3 separate regions of the Mus musculus genome follow, and regions 2 and 3 are each linked to region 1. The links are chromatin contacts, called in public HiChIP or PLAC-seq and promoter capture Hi-C maps. All regions are on one chromosome and are shown on one strand. The core of a region is the stretch at or near the end of the contact, and the rest is flanking DNA. Distances in the headings are between cores, read along the strand shown. Region 1 holds the start of Rcbtb1 (regulator of chromosome condensation (RCC1) and BTB (POZ) domain containing protein 1). Region 2 holds the start of Mtmr6 (myotubularin related protein 6). Region 3 has its middle 14 kb from the start of Lats2.

The links. Promoter capture Hi-C pulls out the DNA fragments that hold promoters and counts their contacts. HiChIP or PLAC-seq counts read pairs in DNA pulled down with a chosen protein or histone mark.
Region 2: a contact with region 1 is called in a promoter capture Hi-C map of pre-B cells, with 3 times the contacts expected there. The contact joins the promoter of Mtmr6 here to the promoter of Rcbtb1 in region 1. A contact is called at or near these places in 5 of 39 promoter capture datasets (the 3T3-L1 cell line, embryonic stem cells, liver and 2 more), 1 of 484 Hi-C or Micro-C datasets (CD4 T cells), 2 of 115 datasets of contacts at active chromatin or transcription factors (embryonic stem cells and thymic regulatory T cells) and 1 of 9 other capture datasets (adipose tissue).
Region 3: a FOXA1 HiChIP or PLAC-seq map of pancreatic cancer cells shows a contact between it and region 1. The contact joins the enhancer-like site here to the promoter of Rcbtb1 in region 1. A contact is called at or near these places in 3 of 39 promoter capture datasets (cranial neural crest, hippocampal neurons and maxillary cranial neural crest) and 4 of 115 datasets of contacts at active chromatin or transcription factors (embryonic forebrain, embryonic stem cells, extraembryonic endoderm stem cells and 1 more).

What each region holds. Positions count from the first base shown.
Region 1 is chr14:59,199,892-59,203,820 of GRCm38.p6, forward strand. Rcbtb1 (regulator of chromosome condensation (RCC1) and BTB (POZ) domain containing protein 1) reads left to right here and starts at 1,337. Exons shown (of 12, transcript NM_027764.2): 1 at 1,337-1,693.
Region 2 is chr14:60,263,577-60,267,425 of GRCm38.p6, forward strand. It overlaps Mtmr6 (myotubularin related protein 6), which reads left to right and starts at 1,629. Exons shown (of 14, transcript NM_144843.4): 1 at 1,629-1,785. The coding sequence starts at 1,762. It overlaps Gm38641 (a long non-coding RNA gene), which reads left to right. Exons shown (of 3, transcript XR_874661.1): 3 at 95-331.
Region 3 is chr14:57,758,186-57,762,324 of GRCm38.p6, forward strand. No RefSeq gene overlaps it. Among named protein-coding and RNA genes, the nearest start is that of Lats2, 14 kb to the left of the region's middle. Within about 2 kb of position 2,391, at least 58 of the 459 cell types and tissues checked have an H3K27ac peak or open chromatin away from gene starts, as enhancers often do. A contact at or near this core is called in pancreatic cancer cells, where this site is marked.

The DNA.
Region 1 (3,929 bases), core at 87-2,586:
AAGTCTACCAAATTTCCATATTTTTGGTGTTGCTCTTCCATTGGCTGATAGTGAGAGTCTAGTCAGTTCTCAGTTATTGTAGTAAGACCATATAGCCCTGTTATGAAGAGTTCATAATATGTGAGATCAGGTAACAATAGATACTTAATCTCTTAGATGCAGAGTAATACATTTACCTGCATTGTGAATTTTCTGTTTTGAGTATGTAGTATTATAACTAGAGGAGTAGTTGTAGCTGAGGCTGTCTCAATGAACTTTTACAACAACTGAAGATGTTAAGTCTGCAAGAAGAATAGATGGTGTCTGACCTCAATTTTGAAAGATGAGAGACCGATGAATATTTTGGGAAATGTTAGGAAAAAAAAAAAAAAAACCAGAGCCAGAGTCATTAAACTGGTAAAAACAGATTTTACCCAGGGACTAGTACAACAGAAAGAAACATTAGGGTATAAAATAGGGCTCAATTTCTATATTGCAATAATTTCTAAGTAAAATCTGTTTTTAACCTCTTCCTCCTGTTTTTTCTTTGAGAAAGGAAATGGTGATTCTGAACATTTGAGATCAAGGCAAAAGAATGAACAAACCCTGAGAGGCCTACAGCAATTTAAGGTATATATATATATATTTAAAAATGTAATCCACCGAAAGTACTCAAGAGAAACAAGAATTCTCTATAGGGGGGAAGCACGTTGTAGTTACTATGTGCTGACAGAAAGGTTTTTGGACCGCATCTGCTTAGTGGTAAACAGAAAACAAAGGGGATTTGTATTTACCGCTGGGACCTGAAAAGGGAAAGGTGAGTCTAAACAAGATAGCTTGAATGTTGGGGTGCCAAGTGTAGACTTTGGTCTCTAGTGCCAAATGGGAGAGCCTAGGGCGGTAGGGGACTTTACAACTGATAAGCTTCTTCTGATAGACGCACAAAGCACAAAGCACAAAGCGGCCGCTCCCTTCCGGACCTCAGTTGTACCCGCTTAACACAAGAAAAGTTCTGGGCAGAGAGAGAGCTTTCAGCAGCCTTGCCTCTGCCCTCCTGACCTAGGCGTCCTGGCCTTCCTCGGACCGGGCAGAGACACGTGTCCTGAAGACCAGCGGCCTGGGATGGGCGGAGCGGGAGGAAGGCCACGCTCTGCTGCCATCCTGGGACGCCTTCGCCTTCCGGTCCTCGCGGGAGCCACTACGGCGCCCCTGCGCTGCGCCAGCAGCCCGGTCTACAACCAAACCCGAGCGGGAACCTGAGCAGACAGAGGGCGCGCGCTGCGCGGGGCGCTCCGGTGTCACGTGACGCGACCCGCCCACGTGACCGGCGGCCCGGGCGCTTGTGCTCGCTCCCGGTTTTGGGGGGGAGGAGCCGGCTACGGCTAAGGCGGCGGCGGCGCAGCGGAGTCAGGGCCTGGCCGGGCGGCCTGACAGGTAGAGCGCTGCAGGGCGGCGGTGCGGGCGAGCGAGCAGGCGAGCCGGACAGGGCCTTGTTCGGCCGCTGGCTGCTGAGTCCGCGCCCTCCCGAGGGCCGTGCGCACCAGGCGCGTTCGCGACTCCCCGGCGACGCGCACCCCGCACCGGGCACCCGCGGATTCCGTCTTGCGGGCGCTTCCCCCAGGTGTGCGGCGAGCCGAGTACGTGGCGTTGCCCGCGGCCTGCCTCTGAGGAGCTGCGCTGTCCGCCCTGCGGGGGAGGAACCCGGAGCACGCAGGTTAGCGGTGGGAGGCTGACTGCTGCAGAGCGCCGAAGCCGAGGGTTGCAGTTTTATAAGACAATACAGCTTGCTTTTAGAAACATTCATAGTCTCCCTCGCCTCTGCCCCGTTACTGCTACGAGGATTAAAGCTCGTGGTGGGCAAAACAATCGGAGTTTCTGAGACTGGCGTGCGCTGTAGCGGGCGTAGCATCAAAAGCAAGAAATGCTGGCAGGCATGAGATGATGCTTACGGGACCCTTACGGGAGTTTAGAGTGTCTTTTAAATTTTGACTTCAATTTAAATCACAACAGGATTTAGGTTCTCTTCTTCTGTGGCCTGGGTTTTACTCCATTGTGTGAATACCAGTACTTCGGGGCGGGTTTTTTTTTTTTTTTTTCCTTTCCCCCTCTTTGTGCCTATTGAAGAGGAAGTGATGCGTTAATCTTTGAAGTGTTTCTTCTGTGATTTTTAAGTCTTATGATCCGAAGTGTTAAGTTCTACGAATCTCAGAACATATACAGGAAACCAAAGCTATGAAGCTCGTAGCTTAAATTTTGTGTTCTAAGGTTTTAAACTGAGTGCCTGTGTGTACCAGAAAGTGAGAAGTCTGGGGTCTTTATCCGAGAGTCATGCAATTGAATTGCTCTTTCTGCATTTGGTACTTAAAAGGAAGCATATGAAACAAAGGTTGGGCCTTCATGCGTTTACAGGCCTGACAAGACATTGAAATACATTTTCTTTCTTAACTAGGATCTATAGTTAAAAAATTTTAAGACAGTACATTACCTTATATGTATCCAGAGATGTGATAAAAACTGCTGGACTTTAACTAGAATAGATTTCCTAACATGTCAGTTAATTAATCTACTATGTAATTTGGCTCACAATATAGACGAAAAATTTCAAGTTTTCAAGTATATCTAGGCCACAATATACGGTTTATAAGAAGTCTACAGATCGAGTTCCAGGACCATCAGAGCTACACAGAGAAATCCTGTCTTGATAACAAGCAAAACATTTACAAGCTAAGAGTGAAGAAAAATTTAGAAAATATAAATAAATATAAAGAAGAATGTACATAATCTGTAATTTTACACCTAGAGAAAACATCTTATATTTTAGAGTGTGAGTTCTATATACTTTGGAAATTTGAGGAGTTCCAGAGTTTCCACAGTAAGATTTCAGATTGTAAGAAAAAGCCACTAGCAAAAGTTTGGGCACTGAAGCTACCAAAATCTGCTTGATTCTAGAATTTAGATACTGAATATCAGTTCAAATAACTAGGCTACTGTTGTATTCTGGGAGTAGTAGATAGACTTTATCACACTCACGTACTGGAGTTCATTTGAGAAGGTCTTTTCTGAAACCTCTGAAGATGTTAGGAAAGTCTGTAGTTTGTGAACATGAACACTTCATGTGTCCAACTGTTAGCTGGGATAACTTTTTGATACACGAGAAAAAGTTGTGGGGACAGAGAGTCCCAATAATGAACCCTGAGCACAAACTTCTTGTCAACTTGACTAGTGGCATGCTTTGGTGACACATTTTTAAATCTTATATCACAGAGAAATATACTAAATTAAAGTGAAGACTGTGTAACTGACTAAATATAAAACTTACTTCCTTCTATGTCTTTGGTTATTACTGATGAGGTTATGTTACTGATATTAACACTTGGTGATATTATTTGAATTACGAAGGTGCCATGTTCTCCCTGTGTGGTTTGTCCTTTGATGAAGTTAGCATCATGCTTATAGTTTAAATCCTTGGTTTTCAAAAGATGTTAGATCTTCCATAAGCACATATGAGAGAAGGAATCTTAAGCAAAATGTCATTTCTAATGTGTTTGTCACTTTAGAAATGGACAAACAAAAGGTTAGCTTTCCTACGAGTACTCTGGGCAGCTTCCTGTTCCACTTCAGACCAGAGCTTTAAAAACAACAGAAAGAAAGACCTCTTTCCTGGGGGAGAGAATTCTGAGATCAGAATGTACCTCTAGACTGTAGAATCTAGACAATGGTGTTTAACTTCTGGGCTCTGTCTTACCTTTTTTGTTTTGTTTTGTTTTGTTTTGTTTGTTTCTTTGTTTTTAGGACAAGGTCTCACTATGTAGCCTTGGCTGGCCTAGAACTGGCCATGTAGGCCGTACTAGCCTTGAACTCATACAGGTCCTCCTGCCTCTGTCTCCTTGGTGCTGGAATTAAAGAGAAGTATCTTTTGTCATAGTCCATATCACAGGATTTGTTTTCTC
Region 2 (3,849 bases), core at 379-2,878, 1.1 Mb after region 1:
AACTTTTATTTATCTTTGGTTATATAGGTACTTACAATAGGTGTACAAATCAAACATTTGCTGATAATATTTTGCTTGTTTGTTTTTGTTACAGTCTCACTATGTGGAACAGCATGCTCTGAAATTTACAGGCAACAACTTGCCTCTGTCTCTGAAGTGCTGGGATTAAAGTCATGCCCCAGCATACAAGGTAAATTTATTTTTACAAACAATTCTTTTGTACACATACATCTTTACTACTTAATTATGAGTAGAACAGAGATAGATATGTTTTTCTGATACAGCTCAATTCAAAGATACACTAATTTGATATATACTAAGGAATAATAGGAAAATATGAAAAGTTTTGCTTTCTGTAATCAAACTGCTCTTTCTATAAGAGTAGCAATGTTTGTACAAACTGTAAAGACACCACAATTCATAACACATAGTAGATGAAATCTGATCTGAGGCAGTTACTGTCATGAACACAGCAAAGTACAGTTGTAGAGATTTGAGACCCAAAGCTTATTCCAGAAGCAAAGCCAGAGATAGGCTGCGTTTTTAATCAAGTTTTGGTCAGCTCCTGGTCCCCAGGGTTGCCATGAACAGTTTAAAAGTGTTGGTTTAATTGAAAGGTCTTTTGCAGGAGGCAGCCAGAGAAGCAAGGAGAGAGCACACCAGCTACCCGTTAGGAAGGCAAACTGCCCATCCCAGCCATTTTTGTTTATTTACAAAAGACAAAGATCAGAAAAGTTTCTAATAAGAATTTAACAGATGGGCTGTTGAAATGGCTTAGTGTGTAACAGCACTGACCACTCTTCCAAAGGACTTGAGTTCAAATCCCAGCAACCACATGGTGGCTCACAACCATCCATAATGAGATCTGATGTCTTCTTCTGATGTGTCTGAAGACAACTGCAGTGTACTTATTTATAACAATAATTAAATCTTTGGGCCAGAGCGAGCAGAGGTCCCTAAATTCAATTCCCAACAACCACATAAAGGCTCACAACCATCTGTACAGCTACAGTGTACTCACATACAAAAAAAAAAAAAAAAAAAAAAAACAACAAAAAAAAAAAACTTAAACAAAAAGAACTTAACAGATAAGCCATCTTTCCAACCCTGAGCAATATCTTTCAAATTAAAAAAAGACATTCATGTAGCATCTTAAATTAAAGTGCAGCCTTATCTATAAGCCTGTAAGAGTAATATCCTGCCCCTTGGTAACAAAGACCATACAAAATGTACTCAAACTTAATACTGATAATCATAATAGAATTTAATAGTTCATTACAGGAGCCCAGTGCTCCATGAGTTTCTAAATGTAATTTAACCTGGAATTTAGAGGTATCCAGTCTCGCACTCACTGGAAAATTCCTTTTGGTCAGGAAAAGGAATATCTTTAAACCTAGAAAAAGCTTCTAGTCCCTCTTGCTGATCCTTGTCTAGCTGAACATGTGGGTTAGCTTGGTTGGCCGGGGCAATACCAGTCCTCCATCAGAGAGGGCGCTGTACAACAGGCCATGCATGTGGCCCAGCTAGCATACGCTCTCTATGGGCGACACTCAGCCGGCTGTCAGGATCCCCTCTGAAGCTAAGATTTGCGGAAGTGTTTCTAGGCGACAGAGCTCTCAGATGACGCCTGCGCAGTGCCACCGGCGGCGGGGGTGGCTGACGCTGCCGGGTTGAGGGAGTTCCTGCGGGTGGCTGTCACCGCCCCGTTTCTCTCCCGATGGTGCTCTCCTGAGGCCAGCTGCCTGCGGGCGTCGCCCCGGGATGGAGCACATCCGGACAACCAAGGTAGTCGGCGGGAGATCCTCGCAGCTGCCGGGGTCCATTGGGCAGAGGCGGACGGGCAGTTTGGGGGTGCGGGGCCTCCGTTGAGGGCCGGCAGTTTGGGGGTGCGGAGGCCGTGTGGACAGCGCAGGCGCCTTGGCAGGAGGTGCTTGGGGAGTCGGCAAACGGTGGCCGCCCAGCGAGCTTTGCTCTTTTGGACAAGACTGGGGCTGCTTTTTACTTTGGGGGATTTCGGCCGATCGCCGCCTGGCTCGCCCCCAGGCTGGTGGGTCCAGTTATCCATCAGTGCTGTGCTGTTCTTGAACCAGTCTTGCTCTGGTTTAAGTGCCCCGCCCGCTCTTTTCCGCGGTGCAAATATTAGCGCATCCGAGGCCACTCACTTTTCTAGTTCTCCAGACACTTAGAGTTGATACTTCTGTGCTTCCAACTTTAGGCATTGTCTTAAGTGTAGGGAGCCAACTTGACAGCAGTTATGCAGAAGGGGAAAGAAAGGCTGTGTCATATTGTAAAAGGTCCATGGAACTTTCCTATAACTGAGCTTGTTTGTCAAGTCCGTGCTTAATTTTTCTGTGTGAGAAGAATTCAGAGAATGGCCAAACTTCAGCCTCAGAAAGGGCCAAAACAGAAATGGAGATCAAAGGGCGTGAATGACCTTTTAAGATGAGGAAAAACACCTCTCTGGGCTTTGCCAGAGCCTTAACTGTCACTTACTGTCTGTCCTAAAGGTCTTAAAGTTACAGGTCATTTGGGAATAAACTGCATTTTTTTCTTCATTATTCTTTAAAACGCTTCACAGTCCTTGATGTTATGGATAACATAACATGAATTTTTGTTAGGATTTATTTTGGAGTTTGCCTATACTATTTGTAGGAAATGTGGAGGTGCTCCTCTTCCAAAATTTTGGTTTTTTTGAGACAAGGTTTCTCTGTGTAGCTCTGGCTGTCCTGGAACTTGCACTGTAGACTAGGCTGGCCTTGAATTTACAGAGAGCTATCCTCCTTTGATTCCAAGTGCAGGGATTAAAGGTGTGCACCACCACTGCTTGGCAGATTTTATTTATTTATTTAAAGAGAAGGAACGTTTAAGTTGCTGACATTTAAAATTTGAAAATGGGAGGATGATTCGATGTACAGCAGAGGGTGCTAAGGCAGGGAAGAGAATGAGAGTGAGCATGGGAGCCCTTCTTGTCCCTGTCACAGGGCCCTAACAGCTGTCGGCTCAGAAACTGCCTTCTACTCTGAACCTCATTGCTTGTTTGCTGCTGAGAATCTCTCTCTCTCTCTCTCTCTCTCTCTCTCTCACACACACACACACACACACACACACATCAGTGAAAGCAAACAGAATCCAGTGAACTAAAAACACCCTGATCACTAAGTGAGCACTGGTGGGAAAATCTAGATGATTCCCTTCATTAGTTACAAAATGACCTCCGTCAGTTTATGAAGAACCGATCTGGCCTTTGGGGTGTATAGCTGTCATTTTTATGATCTTGAAGGTTGTTCCTGATTAAACCTTACTGTCTTCCTGGTAGGCCCATGCTGCTGTTAGGTAAGGCTGCTTTTTGCTCACCTTTTAGATCTGACCTTTTATGTCTTTTTTTAATGGTTAAGAGATTTCCAGTTGGTTTCCAACTGAAGTTGCTTCTTAAGGGACTGCCTTTGTTATTTTGTGTCACTGTTGTGGCAAGGAGGCGTTTCTCTAGAGAAGTCTTAAGTGGGTGTATATAGACTATAGTGGAACCGAGGTTTGCTGGGAACTAGCATGTACACACTTGACTGACACTGGCATCCCACACAAGAGCATCATGAACCTCACACTGTAGTCTGATAATTGTTATATAGACTCTACTGTTTCCTTAAATTATGGTTTGGAAAAAGTGTAGTCTTACAGAATTGCTTTGAACATAACCAAGTTTTTGTTTTTATTATGTATACTCTTCTCCCAAACATATTTAATTGCATAAAAATATGTTTTAGGCTAGGCGTGGTGGCGCACGCCTTTAATCCCAGAACTCGGGAGGCAGAGGCAGGCAGATTTCTGAGTTCGAGGCCAGCCTGGTCTACA
Region 3 (4,139 bases), core at 1,141-3,640, 1.4 Mb before region 1:
GAAGGCCTTTGCGTGTTTCTGGAGTCTTATTCCCTCCATCCCTCAAACTCAGTTGACCCCAGGTCACCTTGTCTGGGACAGCAGCAGAGGGACTGGAGATGACTTCTTAGAAGAACTGCCTAGTTTAGGAGCAAAAGTGGGTGGTGCAGCTTCTCTAGGGCCATGGGCCAAGCCAGCAGACTGAACAAAGGGAATGGACAAATGGAGAGTCTAGGAAGCCCAGCCGGTGTGAGTGGCCTTCCCCTCTGCCAGCTGCTGCTGGACTCTTGCATCCATTTGGAGGCCAGCTGTGAGAGGCATGTGCCTCTGTTCCTCTGGGTCCCTGCCTCCAGCCCGGACTTGCTGTGAGGCTATGCTTTTTTTGGGCAGGGGTAGAAATGAACCTGGATGATGGCGAGGTCACCAGAGTAGGCGGCAGAGTTGAGAGTGATGCAGTTGGTGAAATGAGCAGGCTGCTGAAGGATCGATAAGGCCAGTAGTGTGGGCTCATGGTCAGGTCAGTTGCCCAAGAAAGTTGTCATTTTCCATATGGATTTTTGTTTGTTTGGTTTGGCTTTTTGGGACAAAAGTATAAATTTGTAGCCCAGACTGGCCCCAAATTTAAGATAACCCTACTGCCCCAGCTTCCTGAATACCAGGATTCATTTGTACAACAGCACCCTTGCCTTCCACGTGTATGGCTTTTGTTCTTAATAATCTTTTCTCTCTTTTCTCAAAAAAAAACAACCTCATTTATGTCACCTTTAAATACTTCCTCCCTGGACGAGAGATGACTCAGCAGTTAAGAGTACTGGCTTCGCTTTTAGGGGTCCTGAGTTCAATTCCCAGCAACTACATAGTGTCTTAAAACCATCTATAATATGATCTGATGCCCTCTTCTATATATACACACATACACACATTAAATATACACACATACATACACACACACACACACACACACACACACACACACATATATATAAAATTTCCTGCCACCCTCTTCAATAAGAGCCGCCCTGACCTTGGATGGAGGCATGTGGTATCTGACCTTTAGTCTGAGAGGCAGGCATGTCTAGAAGGATACCACCCATCCCAGCTTTGGAGCCAACACAACCAGTCAGTAGTGGAATGGTGACCAAAGTTCTTAGCTTCTAGGATGTTGTTTTTCTCATCTGTAAAGCAGAGATCCACAGCTGTCTCTAGTGTCAAGAGGTCAAGCTAGAAACCCCTGGTGGAGAGTAGGTGTTGAGTAAACCGTTCATCCAAGAGAAGCTTAGCATTGAGAGCTGAAAGAACATTCTAGAAGGGAGGTTAGAAACTTTCCGTGAATAGTCAGTCTTATGAATCAAATTATTAGCAGCAAGTTTGAAGGAGGAAATGGAATTGTACAGAAGGCGATGGCCCATGTGCTGCCAATTACAGCCCAGAGCTTCGTGTTCTTGGAAGTTATGAACACAGCCTCTAAAAAAGGGCAATTTTGGTGATTTTTAAGTAAGGCACAGTTACAACAAACATCCTGTAGCTTTTGAATAGTTTTTTTTTAAATAAGTCTATTACGCTATATTAAATCCTACAAGCTGTACATGCCAAGGAATGCTAAAGAATTTGGGGACTTTGAATGGAAGTTCCCGAGCCTTAGAAAGGAACACCACCAACTGAACGTCACGACTGCAGCTGGGGAGTTAATTTTAAACCATTTTTAGTCCTGACAAGTATTTTGTTTGGCAAGAGGAGAACCCTGTTGTGGAGGATCTGAAATTTGGGGTTCTGGTTCACGGATAACTAGTATGCAGAGATAGGAAACAGGACGCACAGGTTAGACTAGAAATACACAATGTGACCTGTTGGGAACCCATAACATTATGTCACTCCCTTCCTGCCTCCCTCCCTTCCTTTCCTTCTTACCCCCTCCTGTTCCTCCTTCCCTTCCTTCCGTTCCTCTCTCCCTCCCTCTCTTCCTCCCTCCTCCTTTTCCTCTTTCCTGCCTTTCCTTCTTCCTTCCCTCCTTCCTTCCCTCCCTCTCTCCTTTATTCTTTCCTTCCTTCCTTGATAGGTTTGTGTTTATATTATTGTATCGTTAGCTGAACTGATCAAAGACAAGCAAGTCCTCTGCTTGTCCTGTACTTTGCTAAGAGTCGTCCAGTCCAAGCCAGGCCTGATAATGTAGGCCTAGAATCTCTATAATGCTGAGGAGGTCAAAGCAGGAAGATTGTGAGTTCAAGGCCAGCTTAGGTTACATTAAAATGATCCACATGTGTGGGAACTCACACCTCAGGGTCCCTTTGGGCAGGAGTTCCCACAGCATGGTGTTTACAGAATGCTTCGGGCAGCACCCAACTTCTCCAGTGCACATGCTCACAGTATGTGTCATTGAAAAACTTGCAGAATGTCAGGAAATTGAGACTCTGGGTGAAGCAAACTGGTCGGATGATTGCAATTCCTTCCTTCTGAGAAGCCATTCCTCACACCACAAGGAATGCTGAGAGGAATTTGCCCTTTTTCTCCAGGAAACAGCCCTCCTATCTAATAGGCATCGTGGTCTGTGCCAAGTGGGCTGACTGAGGACACATGCCAGCATGAGGGGTAAGGCCCCCAGAATTCCCTGGCAGCTATTTGCAATGGATCATTCACTGAACGTTAATTTGCAATGAAGTCATTACCTACAAGTTGTCAAAAAATAGAGCAGACAAAACAGTGGTTGGTGCCCAGGCTCCCTTGAAACTAGGTTTCATATTTGAACCTGCCTTCCTGGGTCCACTGAGCAAATGAGAGCCACTGTGGCTATCTTCCTGGCAATGGCCAGAACCCTCTGCTGGTGCAAGACTTTGTTTCGGTAGGTGTTTAGTCATTTAGTCAGATCGGAGAGGACTGAATGTCAGCCAGAGGGATCCATTGAACTGGAACAGAGTGAATGGAATAAGCTGAAGAGGGGAGAGGGGGAGTCCCACACAGAAAAGAAATAATGACAGATGCTTTTTATAGAGCAACCCACCAAGAAGCTCAGAGCAAAATACAAACAAAGGTTCAAGTGCCCAGAAGGCATCGCACAGTAACTGAGGGCCCAGTTGGAACCTACAGCTTGAATGGAGCTACTGTGGAGAGAACGCCAGCAAGGAGCACAGACCTCATGCGGGGTCAGTGCTGGGACAGCTCAAGTCATTCAAACACAGGTCCAGAGGCCTGGAAACACATTTAAAAATCACACCCCCAAATTAGCCTCAGAGAACTATAATTTCACCCGAGTATCTAATTTCTATTGTGTTATCAGAAGCACCATCCACTTCACTGAACTGCATTGGATAAGTGTGAAGTACTGAGATTCCGTGACTGTGTAATTAACTGACATTTGGTTGAAGGCAACTCTAAACTACCGGGTGCTTGATGGCAATAGGACAAACGCTAAGAAAAGGCAGAGTGTATTCAACCTCTGGGGCTTGGCTTCACTGCTGTTTTCCTCCCACCCCCACCCCCACCCCCACCCTGAAGTTTTCTAATTGAATGGTAAATGCATACAACTTTAACATTTCTTTGTTTGTTTGTTTGGTTTGGTTTGGTTTGGTTTGGTTTGGTTTGGTTTTTTGAGACAGGGTTTCTCTGTGTAGCCCTGGCTGTCCTGGAACTCACTCTGTAGACCAGGCTGGCCTCAAACTCAGAAGTCCATCTGCCTCTGCCTCCCAAGTGCTGGGACTAAAGGTGTGGGCCACCACGCCTGGCAACTTTAACATTTCTAAGCAACCAAAATACACAGTTAAGATAAAACAACAGGGAATTGGGCATGGCAGTTGGGACGCCAGGGTTGAAGGATCAGGAGTTTGAGACCAGCCAGGCAATACTGGATTTTGTGAAAGTGGATTGTGTTTTCCCAAATCCAAGGTTTGGGTTGCAGAAGTACCAGGGAGGGAAAGACCTGGAGTGGCTCTCAGATAGGAGGAGAGAAGCCTTCTTTATTGTCTCAGGCTGGTCAGAGACGCTGTGTGCATTGATACGCAGACAGAGTGTTATGTAGAACGGGTGTTGCTGTGACTAGGCACCTGACAAAAGTGGCTAAGGAGGGAAGGACTTATGGCTCACAGTTGAAGAACACTCTACAGTGGTGGGAAGACATGATGACAGGAGGGAGACACTGGTCACAGTGAACCACAGCTGGGGATGCTGGT